Linked DNA regions of Zea mays: region 1 is linked to region 2. A link is a contact called in public Hi-C data. All regions are on one chromosome and are shown on one strand. The core of a region is the stretch at or near the end of the contact, and the rest is flanking DNA. Distances in the headings are between cores, read along the strand shown.

Region 1 (5,788 bases), core at 3,232-5,731, 98 kb before region 2:
GGGTTAGCGGCAACCCCCAGTCGGCTGCCTGTGAAGGCCGCGTTTATCTACATTTCGTTTTCGCACTTTGATTTATTGTAAAGACTATGTGGATGTCTCAGATATATGATGTAATCGACTACTATTTCCCTTTTTTTAATACTATTTGAGCACTGTGTGATGATGTCCATGTTATGTAACTGCTGTTTACGTGAATTGCTGATCCTGGCACGTACATGGTTCGCATTCGGTTTGCCTTCTAAAACCGGGTGTGACAAAAGCGGAACAAGGCTCTGCAATCATATCCTTTACCAATAAATTGTCTAGACTTAGACACAACTAATTTATTGGACTCCAAAACTACCTTGAACCCATCTCTACATAGAAGGGTTCCGCTAACGAGATTCTTGTGTATAGAAGGGACATGATGCACGTTCTTCAACTGCATGATCTTTCCCGAAGTAAACTTCAGATCCACCGTGCCAGTGTCATGAACAGAAGCATGTGACCCATTCCCCATTAGGACGAAAGAATCCCGGGCGCCCAGATAAGAAGAGAACAAGTTAATGTCAGAACACACATGAACATTAGCACCAGTATCAAGCCACCAGCTAGGTGATTGAAATACTGAGAAGATGAAAGGTAAATTACCATACCCTTTATCTTCCTCATTGCTAGCGACCACTGTGTTGACATTGCCCTTTTTGCAACGGCGATCCGCTCGATCAGGACATTCCTTGGCAAAATGACCCGCCTCGCCACATGCGAAACATGTCAATTCAGCCTTGTTCTTTTTCTTCTTGAAGTTGGTAGTTTTGTTGGGCTTGTTAGATTTTGGCTTTCCTTTGCCCTTGTTGTGGTTCCTTTGAACCATGTTGGCGCTGGAGTGGCCCTCGCCTCCTTTAGATACCGTGTCCTTAGTCCGAGCTTTCTCCTCAACATCCAGAGACGCTATCAGATTTTCAACTGATATCTCCTGTCTCGTATGTTTCAGAGATGTGGCGAAGTTCCTCCATGTAGAAGGCAACTTTGCAATAATGCACCTAGCCACAAATCGGTCAGGAAGGACTATCTTAAGGTGGTCGAGCTCCTTGGCTATACACTGTATTTCATGAGCTTGCTCTACAATAGAGCGATTATCAACCATCTTATAATCATGAAAGCTCTCCATGATATACAGGCCACTGCCAGCATCTGATGCACCATACTTAGTAGTAAGTGCATCCCACAACTCTTTCCCGTCTGTGTACTGAATATTCGCATCAACCAGACGGTCAACAAGGGCGCTAAGAACGGCTCCCGTAAAGATAGTATTGGCATGGTCGTACTCTTTCTCCTGTTCAGGAGTCAGTGGATCTCCGCTCCTGTGCACCGCAATTATTAATGGATGGCTGCCTGCTATGCTGCCTCCAGCCTTTTTTACCTTCTCTCCTCGGCTCACGGCTCCATCGGCTCAGCGTTCGGTTGCATTGCCTCCATTGCTAGTGTGGGACTGTGGGTAGGAACAGCGATAGGATGCTTAGGGCGTGTTTGTGACCCTGTCCCTAGCCAACTCGGCCCCGTTCAACTGGTCCAGGCTGAGACTAGCCTATCCCGGCTACTGCAACTCACTTTGTTTGCGCACTTGTACCATATGAGCCTGGCTCAGACGAGCTGGTGTTTGTCACCCAATATGCAGCCGGGCTAAAAGACTAAAACTACCTAAACGCGGAATCCTTGCGCCACGAGCAGCCAGGCTCCCAAGAAACGGACCTTGAGCTCGTTTCTGTGGAGCCAGGCTGAGAGGCTAAATTTGCACGCGCACAGCCTGGCTCCCGAGCAAGCCACGCGACGCAAACACGGGAGCTGCAGCCCGGGAGCACAGCCAGGCTGCTGGGCCATGGCGGCAAACACGCCCTTAGACCCTCTCGGGACGTAGGATTATAGATGTTGCAAAGTGAAATTTAAAATGAGGAATAAGATAAGAAATCTGCTAGAGATAACTTTAGGCCACGTTTTTAGTTTGTCTACTTGTATAAACTTTAGATTTAAAGCTCTAACAAATTATTGCGCTTTAGTTTATTTTTTTCTAAAATTGGAGCACGAGTGGGACTTAAGTTTAAAACTGACTTTAGACCATTTATTTGTAGTGTTAATTATACTTCTTCCATCCCATAAAATAAGGCGTGCATATGTTTTAGAAAGTCGATGTCTTCAAACTTTGGCCAACAATTCAGCAAAAAAACATATGTTTTTAGTGTATACATGTTATATACTTGAATTTGTATTCAAAAATAGTTTAATATATGATGCTTAGTCTATATTTGTTGATGTCATATTTTAAAAGAAATTAATGGTCAAAGTTTCACTCAAAAGACTTTGTCAAAAAAATATGTCTTATTTTATAGGAAGGAGGAAGTATAACAGAATCGCTAGAGGTGGACACTTTAATACCTCATCGGGACATGTACAACCTATACACTATGTCCCGGTTTTCCAAGCCCTAGATACACTAACAGTGTGATTGGTTGGCTGCACACATCCATCCAGACTCTCTAGATGCATTGACCAAGGGACAACTCCTGTTTGCTTGCCTGCGCATGCGACGTTAAGCCTGCACCCGCAGCTGCAGCGTTTGCCAAAATCAATTCTCCAGGTTGCATGCGTAGGTACGCATGATTGTTACATTTCCAGCGAGCCATGCTCACACCACTCAGGCCACATTTGGCCACCCAACCAATCATATTGTAAAGGAACTAGTCCATACAATTTAATACATTTAAGCATTGTATTTTATTAGCTAGAAACCTACGAGACACGCTTATTTATGTTGAACGTATATTGACCAAAATAAGTATCTTATATTTTTTGCATTTATCCTATTAGATATCCTTTAAGATACATATCATTTATTGTTGATTGTACATTATTTAAAAAAAATTCGACATCGATAAGAAACTGATCTTTAGCGGTTGTAATCACTAATCAATAGTATTTAATCGATAAAGTTATATTTTTGTCCTATATACTCAATTTATTCTTTTTTTATTTGTTACGTTTTAATTTAAAAATAACTAGCGGACATACTACTTTGCGTACTTACGTGCACTAACTACAGGAGGGTCGATCGGAGGAGGGCAAGTTCAGAGTGGCGCCGCGTGCAGGGGTGGCTAGACTGTGTTCAACTGTTTCTCCTAAATTCTCCTCTTATATCCCACTCATGTGTCACGTTAACGTTCTTTTTCCTCCTATATCTCCATGCTCTACAGCGGTTCCCCCTATATCAAACCTCTATATCCCACCACACCAATATTTTATACTTTCATCATCAACTAACTCAACTATCTAATATTTGTTTTATTTTTATTTGGTCTATGAACAGTGTGCGTCCGTAACTTAGTACACAATTAATTAGCAAACTTCATAATTAGTATAAATACGTTAGTCAAAAATCGTTGGAATTATATGTTTTATCCACATTGACCAATACAGTAATTCATTTAGAGGTAGATCATCGGTATTTGTTATTTTGGAGATGCGATCTCTGAAAACAGGTTGGCAGAATATTGAACATCTAGATATAAGAAATATCAAACCAACTCCCATATTAAGTTTGCAACCAGTCTCACCATATATTATACTACTACTATGAGAGGAGCAGTAGGCTAGAAGCAACGAAATACATCGACAGTTCGAACTCTAAAAGTCCAGCTAGATCTTGACCGGCACAAGCAAAAACGAACTAACAAGCCGTGATACCAGCGACTGCCCGAAGTAGACCCTGGCGATCCGCGGGTAGCCATGTCTGGCGCAGCGCGCGGCGGCGGCCGATGGAGCCGAACCCGGTGAAGATCCCGACGAAGGCCATGACCTTGTGGCGGCCGCGCGATCCAGTGGCGAGCGAGGCCGGGAGCTCCGCGGAGCCCGATGCGGAGCCATCCCCTGGGCTGCGGTCCCACGCGATTGAGACGGAGAGCGGGCGCGAGGAATCGGGGCAGCGGCTGTGAGTGACGGACGGGGAGCGCGAGAGGGCGAGCACGGTGGCGAGGAAGCCGGCGAGGCCGAAGAGGAGGCAGGCCGCGGAGAAGGCCGGCATCGAGAGCAGCCGGCGCAGCGACCTAGAGCGACGCGAGGTGGAGGAGGCGAAGAAGACCTTGGGCGATCCCAGCATGGCGGGGGGCGGGCGGGCGGGCCGACCGGCTGGTCCTCCCCGCGCGTGTTGCCGTCACGACTGGGAGGGTGAAATCAGCGTCTCGTGCATCCTACGGCCACCCGCTTTCCCCGTTTTGTCCTTTTGAAACTGTCGTCGCCGAACGGGAAGGTTCCGGACGCCGGCGCGCAGGGAAGAAGCCAACGAACAACGTCGGGTAGCGTTCCCCTTCATCTGGCGTGAGAGGGAGTGCTGCTGCTGGATAGAGGAGAGGAGAGGGGGCGCTGTTGCAGTAGATAGGGGTCTACTGTATCTGCTAAAAGATCTACAGTAATAAAGGAGGAGGACGCTCGCGACAACCGTTGAAGACAGTCTAACGAAGGGCATGCAACAACGGGCCCGAACGAGCTCCGATCCTCTCCCGCTCTGCCTCTGCGCTGCACGCATGAATGCTGATGCTGCCCAGTTCGCTCTTCATCAGCCTGGCAACTAGCAATAAAGCGACCGAGCCGGCGAGTCGGAACTCGGAACCAAACAAAAGTGCACGGCCGGCCGGGGCCCACGGCTCCTCTCCCAACCTCCCATGGGGAAGGGCCCACGCGAGCGAAGTGAGAGAGGAGGAGGAAGACAGGGATGGCCCACCAGTCTGGCCGTGCGCCTCGCTTTGCCGCCGCTTTTCCTGACACACACAGAGTACCCGCCGCGGCCATTGCTTCATTCTCATCAATCCTGCCGCGACGCTGCTCGAGACAAACTACTCCTTCTATTCCTCATCCATTATCAATCAAAATACAAGTAGTTTAAAACAGCGATATTATCTCTAAAATATAACTTTAACTAATATTCTTTTATTAAAATATAAATAAATTCTTGATATATTTATAATTCTACAAAAGTACTTTTTAAGATAAATCTATACATATGACTATTAAATTTCAAAATTAGTAACAAAGCTAATATTAATAAACAAAGATTTATACGTTTGACTCAAAGCTTGTTTAAAACGATTTATTTTTTAATACTGGAGGAAGTATACTGCATGCACTATGCAGTAGTATATTTCTATTACATTTTAGGTGCGGAAACGAGCTGAGTAAGTTTGGCTCGCTTCTCTAGCATCAATAATATATGTTAATTATAATTTTATGTAACAAATTATTATTGGATCGAGCCATAATCCACTCGCTCTTTCCTTGAGTCAAAAAAATAAGTTAGCTCGGACTCGTTCTAAACACCGAGCTGAACCTAAACTGGCTCGTCGAGCTCTATTCCATTTCATTTCCACGCCATTTCTTTCATCTCCTCCCCTCCGGCCCTCCCAGGTCTGGAGGAATTATTGGGCGGACCCATGCCTGCCTCCTAGGACCTCCATCCGTGTTGGTTCACTCCCGTGCATGGGAACCTTGCATTGATGCGCTCGATGATTGAGAGCTGATCCGAGCTCTAATTTGTTCGTCTAATTTAATTTCTCTCCCTCTCAATAATAGATTAGGTGTTGGATTAATGTGGGTCTAACCAAAATTAATATTTAATAATAGTCAATGTTAAAGGGTCACTTCAATGCTTCGGTATACTAATAATTTAGTATTATACTGTAAGTTAAAGAGATAAATCAATTAACTTAAATAGATGAACCATTAGTATATCTATTGAGAAGTTGAGAAAAGAACGAAGGACTGC
Region 2 (6,200 bases), core at 2,201-4,700:
TATAATATTGCTGGGGGAGACTTCAGAGTTATCCCTCAAACCGGCCATTGAGGATGGGTCTATATGTGTTGTCCCCAACGGAGTCACCATAAAGTGTGTTGACACCCTTTTGGACGCCAATCACTATAATGAGAACCGGCGGTGCTGCTCTCTGCATAGGCGTGGATGGTCCACGACCAGGGGTCGTATGGTCCTCGACCTGGCGCAGGGCTTAGGTTCTTTGCCTGACGTGCCGGACGGTAAGCGCCCTAGGGCCGGACGGTCCGCGCTTGCGCAGGGGCGGTGGAGTTCACCAGCGCCGCCTGGATCTCGCTCTCGGGAGGGACCCCGTCGGGGAGGATAGATCCTAGGTATTGTCTAGGCTCGGCAGGACGACCTAGACTCCTCTGATCGACGTAGAGCCGAGGAGAAGCGGAGAATTTGGGGATTGAGAGGCTAAACTAGAACTAACCTAGAACTACTCCTAATGCCTAAGGAAAAAACGAGAGATAAACTAATTATTTATTCGATTGTTGATCCTTAATCGGCTGAAATCCTTTATATTTATAGAGGAGGGGGGCTGGACCCTTTACAAACTAATCTCCCGGGCTATTTCCGCGAATTTAGCTAACAACTGTAGTACAAACTTGGAACCCTAATCAGTTCTGCGCACGTGCGTACCGTCCGCACCATCAGCGCGGACCGTCCGGCCTCAGGGCCGGACCGTTCGCCCGCTTATTTTGGTGCTCAACATGTATCACCAGTTTAGAGCTCTTTTCTACTAATGCACCAGATCTGCTGAAACTTTAATGTTTTATGTATCTGATGTAATCTTTCTTTTGACGCATATGGGTCTTATATAAGTTAATAATATTGTTCATAGATCAACTCTTATATGTGGAGGCCACCCTTCTCAGATCACATACATGCATAGATTGACAAATCTACATCATGTTTTTAATCTCGATCATCACATCTTTACCTTTTGTTTTGAGGTTAGCACGTACGTACATATAATAAGCAACAGAAGAATCAAATGAAGCTTACGGCACCATGACAATTGACAACGAAGTGGTGGTCCATTACTAGCCCTTCATTAATCAACTCCAATAATCCCACAATTGGAATATAATCGCATGAGATTCCATATTCTTATTCTTCCGTTAGTCGTTAATGAGGTAGTAGTAGTACGTACGTACGTACCCTGCGATGATGAGGTGTAGACAAAGAGTAGTGCTCTCCCAAACTAACTAAACTAATTAATCATCATAAGCGCTCTACTAGCTAGATGCTGATTAACAATGAGTATGTACTTAGTAGCCTAATATGATGGGCCTATATAGTAGTTAATCAATGAGCTAGGGCTATATATATGTGTGTATATTTAATTAGGTAGTGCACAGTCAGTGCCCGACAAAGCCATGCTGTGGGGATGATGATGCAGCTAAAGGCAAGCACACACACCACGTACGCGTACGTGCATGCCTGCGTGGGCACATGCATGCAAATGCATTATCCGACGATGTGATAGATGGATCTCGATTCCATGCATGGGGTAGTTAAGTTACACCAGCTAGCTCAGGACCGGAAAGCTGATTAGCGAGCTAGTGGTGGGTCCACGATGACTAACTGTCAGTCGTAGCCCTAACGATGGAATCCTTACGAGCTCTGTCTGAGCTCTTCATCAGCAGAGAGGGCTCACATCACATGCGCGGTTCCGGGGCTGCCTGGCATGCAAGACTGGCCGGCCAGTACGTTAATCATATGCCGCGCGCGCCAATAATCAAAAGCCTACCACCTGTGTGACGGTTTAATCATATCACAACTAGGTGCAACTTTTTATGTATATTATTTCAAAGCAGGGTACAAATATAAACATTATTATAATATACATACATATATTGTGCCAGCAGTGTACATGGAACACATATCATCATTGGTGATGAATTTAGTACGTACCAAGTGAATGATTCTCTTTTTCCTGCAGCAATTTGATGGCTCAATTATATTATCTAGGAATCTCAAAAGGAAATACTATGTGGTCTACGGGCGGACCATACCATCATTGATTGGAGGACTGGCCAGCCTCCGATCCATTAATTAATTAATGTAATCCAGATCTGGAGAGGACGGCCGGGGGCAGTACAGAGCAGAGCATATGGGTACTCCAGAGCGACAGCCAAGGACGTACACGCTATCTAGCTGGAGTATTTAATTTGTTTGTGATTTCCCCCTTCCTCTATCATATCAATGGTTGCTCGGCGTCGGCGTCGTTTTATGCTTGTGCTGGTGATTATTAAGAATAACGAGAAAGGGTTAGAAATGGCTATTTGACGAGGTTGGAGGAGAGGCTGTGATAAAAAGTTGATAAAATTTCGTGAAAGCTGTGACATATATATGATGTTTATAAACCGAAGAATCCTCAAAAAAGTTCCATGATTTTATGTGGAGGCCGACAAGGTAGTAACCACTGTACGTACGACGATATCATGCTCGATAAGTTTCATGATTTTCTAAATTTATTTATTTTTATATGATTCAAAAACAACTGGACTACAAGTCCGTGGTCATGTTTTGTGAACAGAATGTTCAAAATTCCAGTATGTTCTTGATACGACCTCAATAGTATACTTAACAACATGAATAAAATATAGCAAATATTTTAAAAAAACGTGCCAAAATCGAACATGTAATTCCGGTTACTATAGAAACACAACAGAAAAGGTTTGGGGACACGACAAAAAAACTTAAAAACATTGTCTAGTGTTAGAAAATGGCACTAGGCAAAATACTTCTTTGCCGAGTGCCACAATATAACACTTGATACAGAAATATTAACCAGAAAATAAGAAAACAAAAAAAAGGTACAAGGTTTATCAAATGCCTTGACCGTGACACGTACTTAGCAAAGGCACAATACTTTGCCTAATAATGCAACACTAGGCAACGACATAAGACTTCGCCGAGTACAACACTAGGCAAAGTCGTTGTTAATGCTATGTCTGTCGTTATGGTAACTTTTCTTTGCTGAGTGCCAAATCAAAATTAGGAAAATTCAAGTCTTTGACGAGTGTTCGATAAAAAAGGTCTTTACTGATATTTTTTATCGAGAGCTCTTTAATTACCGAGTGTAACACATAGTAAAACCTTTATTGAGTATAAAAAAGACTTTGTCGAGTTCTCCAAACACTCGATAAAGATGGCGAGTCAAGTAGTGTTTCTTTTTCATGTACAAGCCATGTTGTGTAATATGTAAGTATGATGGTGGAGGAAGGGGGCACGACGACCTAGCGAACATGCAAGTCTGCGAGTGAGGTTGCAGCCATGTACATAGGAGTAGCGAGTACGACCTACCCTATACTTTACAGTGTAATAAATGCGCAAGTGAGGCATACATGTACTGTACTGTCGTCGCAGGCAGAATGCATGCATGCATGCAGCTCGATGTGCCCCGGCCGGTGTGGCGTGCACATGCGGGCGCCGGGGAATCCCGAGGCACGCCAGCTTGGACGGGTGTACGGCCGCGCCATCCCACACCTCCTTCCCACTCCACTGGAGCACCATCACGACCGGCCCATCATTTGATGACCAATCTAAAGAAAATAGTAGTAGTACTATGACAGTCGCTGACATCTCGTGCAGCAGCCAGCAGCTCCCTCGCGTCCAACTATTTGCAAGTGGCAGCCAACACACGTCATAATGCTACTAGTCAGTTGGTTAGGCCAAATAATTTGCTCGAACAGATAGATCATATATGCATGATGCATGCAGGGTCATGCATGCGTATGAAATATTCCCTCCGTACGTCCATAAATATATGACACCATTAATTTTTTTAAAAAAACTTTAATCATTTATTTTATTTAAAAATAATGAGTTATGATTTAATTTTTTATGATTTATTTTATTACTTAAAGTAGTTTATATTTGACCTAAAATTTTACATTTTTAATAATATTTTGAATAATACGAGTGGTCCAAATTTTTGAAAAAAAACCAACGGTGTAATATATTTGTGAACGGAGGTAGTAGCTAGCTAGCCAGCCAGCAACACTAGCTGCTCTTATTAGCCGTTGGCTACCTAGTATCATATATACTCTAATGCGAATTTGCATGCATGGTCGTTGAACAACAGCTTATCGATCATGGTGTGGACAGTTTTGCTCATGACGACATGCATGCTATGAATAACCAGCAGCTATGATCTGCACACCTTCATCAGTCCTTGACCACCAATAACTTGTAGATAGATCTATCCAGTCGTCGTACGTGCTGCCGCTGGCTGTGGCTCCCCCCAGCGAGGAGGAGCGAACACTGCAGCGCTGCACGGAGCACAGCACGCGGTTAGTTCCTTCAATGATTGGTTCATATCATGTGCGTGTGGTCAGAGACATCCATGCATGCGCATGCCAACCATGATCCACGCGTAACTTAATGCTTTTATTTCCCATGATTTGCGCTTGATCTCAGAATCATATTGGGAGTTCAAGGTTCAAGGTTGTTAATTTTTGGTTCGTGCGCATATGCATTGGAGAAACATATGTCCGCGCCTTTTTTTTTGCCAAACGTTAAAGATCTCTAGATCCTGTGCTCACGGGCAAGGATGAGGTTGGGAACACTATCGGAATCGCCGGTTTTGCCGAGTGCTGGATTCTTTGCCGAGTGCCTTTTATCGGGCACTCGGCAAAAGAGGCTTTGCTGAGAGCCGCACTTGGTGAAGTCCTGCTCTCGATAACGAGCTTGTTTACCGAGTGCAGGACACTCGACACAGAAAAACTCTCGGCAAAGACATGTTTGCCGAGTGTTAAACACTCGGCAAAGGTGGCGCTCGGCAAAGGACCGTCAGCGGTCGTCCTATAGCTGACGGCCGTCAGCCTTTGCCGAGGGTCGGTACTCGGCAAAGAGGCTTCTTTGCCGAGTGCCAAATATTTGGCACCCGGCAAAGAACTCTTTACCGAGTGTCTTCTCTGGACACTCGGCAAATCATATTTTTATTTTTTAGATTTTGTCCACCAAACTTTTTGTGTTATGTTCTTACACTATGTAGACCTACATGTATCATTTGTGGACAATTATAACAGAGTTTTCAATCGTTAGTACACATTGAAACTCTATGATTTCATGTGTGGATCTCTTAGGTTTCTACACATAGTGCGTCACAGTTTTCTCGAAACCTTTTCAGATTTTTATCACAACCTCTACATATGATATCATGACACGTGGACAAGTTTCATGATTTTCTGACTTTGTTTGTGTTTTATACATTTTTAAACATGTGGATGACAAGTTCACGGCCATGTTTAGTGAGCATATTGCTCGAAGTTTCCGGTCCGCTCCTGGAATCGGTCGTAACGTGTGCTAAATAACATGTGTATTATTTTTGCATGCACAATTCTCCAAGTTTCTAGTAACTTGCAGTTCAAAACTAAATTTTCCGAAGAAATTCAAATAAACGAACTAATTCTACTAGCTATTGAAAACAATGTTATAATTGTCCCAAAATGGTACATGAAGGTCTACTTAGTGTAGGAACCTACCATAAAAAGTTTGGTGGCTAAAATAAAACAAACAAAAATATGATTTGCCGAGTGTCCACAGAAGGCACTCGGTAAAGACTTTCTTTGCCGAGTGCCAACTATATGGCACTCGACAAAGAGGGTCTTTACCGAGTGCCTTCTGTGGACATTCAGTAAAGAATCTAGAACACATCTTTGCCGAGTGTCTATCAGTTAACACTCGGCAAAGATGTCTTCGCCGAGTGCCTGCGATCTGGCACTCGGCAAAGAATATTTTAAAATTAAAAAACTTTGCCGAGTGCTAGATCGCGGGCACTCGACAAAGATTAAAAATATACCAGCCGCCAGGGATCCTTTCTCCTTCTTCCTCCCCTCTCACTCTCTGTCACTCTCTCTACCGCGCCACCCCGCGCCCCTCGCCGCCTCACCCCGCGCCGCCGCGCCTCTCCCCTACGCCGCCGCGCCCCACTGCCCGCCTCTCCCCTACGCCGCCGCGCCCCGCTGCCCGCCTCGCTGCACTGCCCACCTAGAGGCCTTAGTCGCCACGCCCCTACACCGTCGTCCCGTCGCACCCTTCGCCGCGGTGCACCATCCACGCTGAGCACAAGGTACAAACTCATTTTGAGCTTTTTGTTGCTAAATATTATGAAATAGAGGTTTGCTTGTTGTGAAATAGAGTTAGATATTTTTTGTGTGTGATTGTGT

Evidence for each region. A called contact is a pair of places that touch in the nucleus more often than the background predicts.
Region 1: a contact with region 2 is called in a Hi-C map of ear, with 2.1 times the contacts expected there. The contact joins the promoter of LOC103629464 here to the enhancer-like site in region 2. A contact is called at or near these places in 2 of 25 Hi-C or Micro-C datasets (ear and tassel).

What each region holds. Positions count from the first base shown.
Region 1 is chr6:79,506,636-79,512,423 of Zm-B73-REFERENCE-NAM-5.0, reverse strand. It overlaps LOC103629464 (probable beta-1,3-galactosyltransferase 14), which reads right to left and starts at 4,481. Exons shown (of 1, transcript XM_008650579.4): 1 at 3,540-4,481. The coding sequence starts at 4,129. The coding sequence ends at 3,701.
Region 2 is chr6:79,406,936-79,413,135 of Zm-B73-REFERENCE-NAM-5.0, reverse strand. No RefSeq gene overlaps it. Among protein-coding and RNA genes, the nearest start is that of LOC100284930, 25 kb to the left of the region's middle. Within about 2 kb of position 3,450, at least 13 of the 20 cell types and tissues checked have an H3K27ac peak or open chromatin away from gene starts, as enhancers often do. A contact at or near this core is called in ear and tassel, where this site is marked.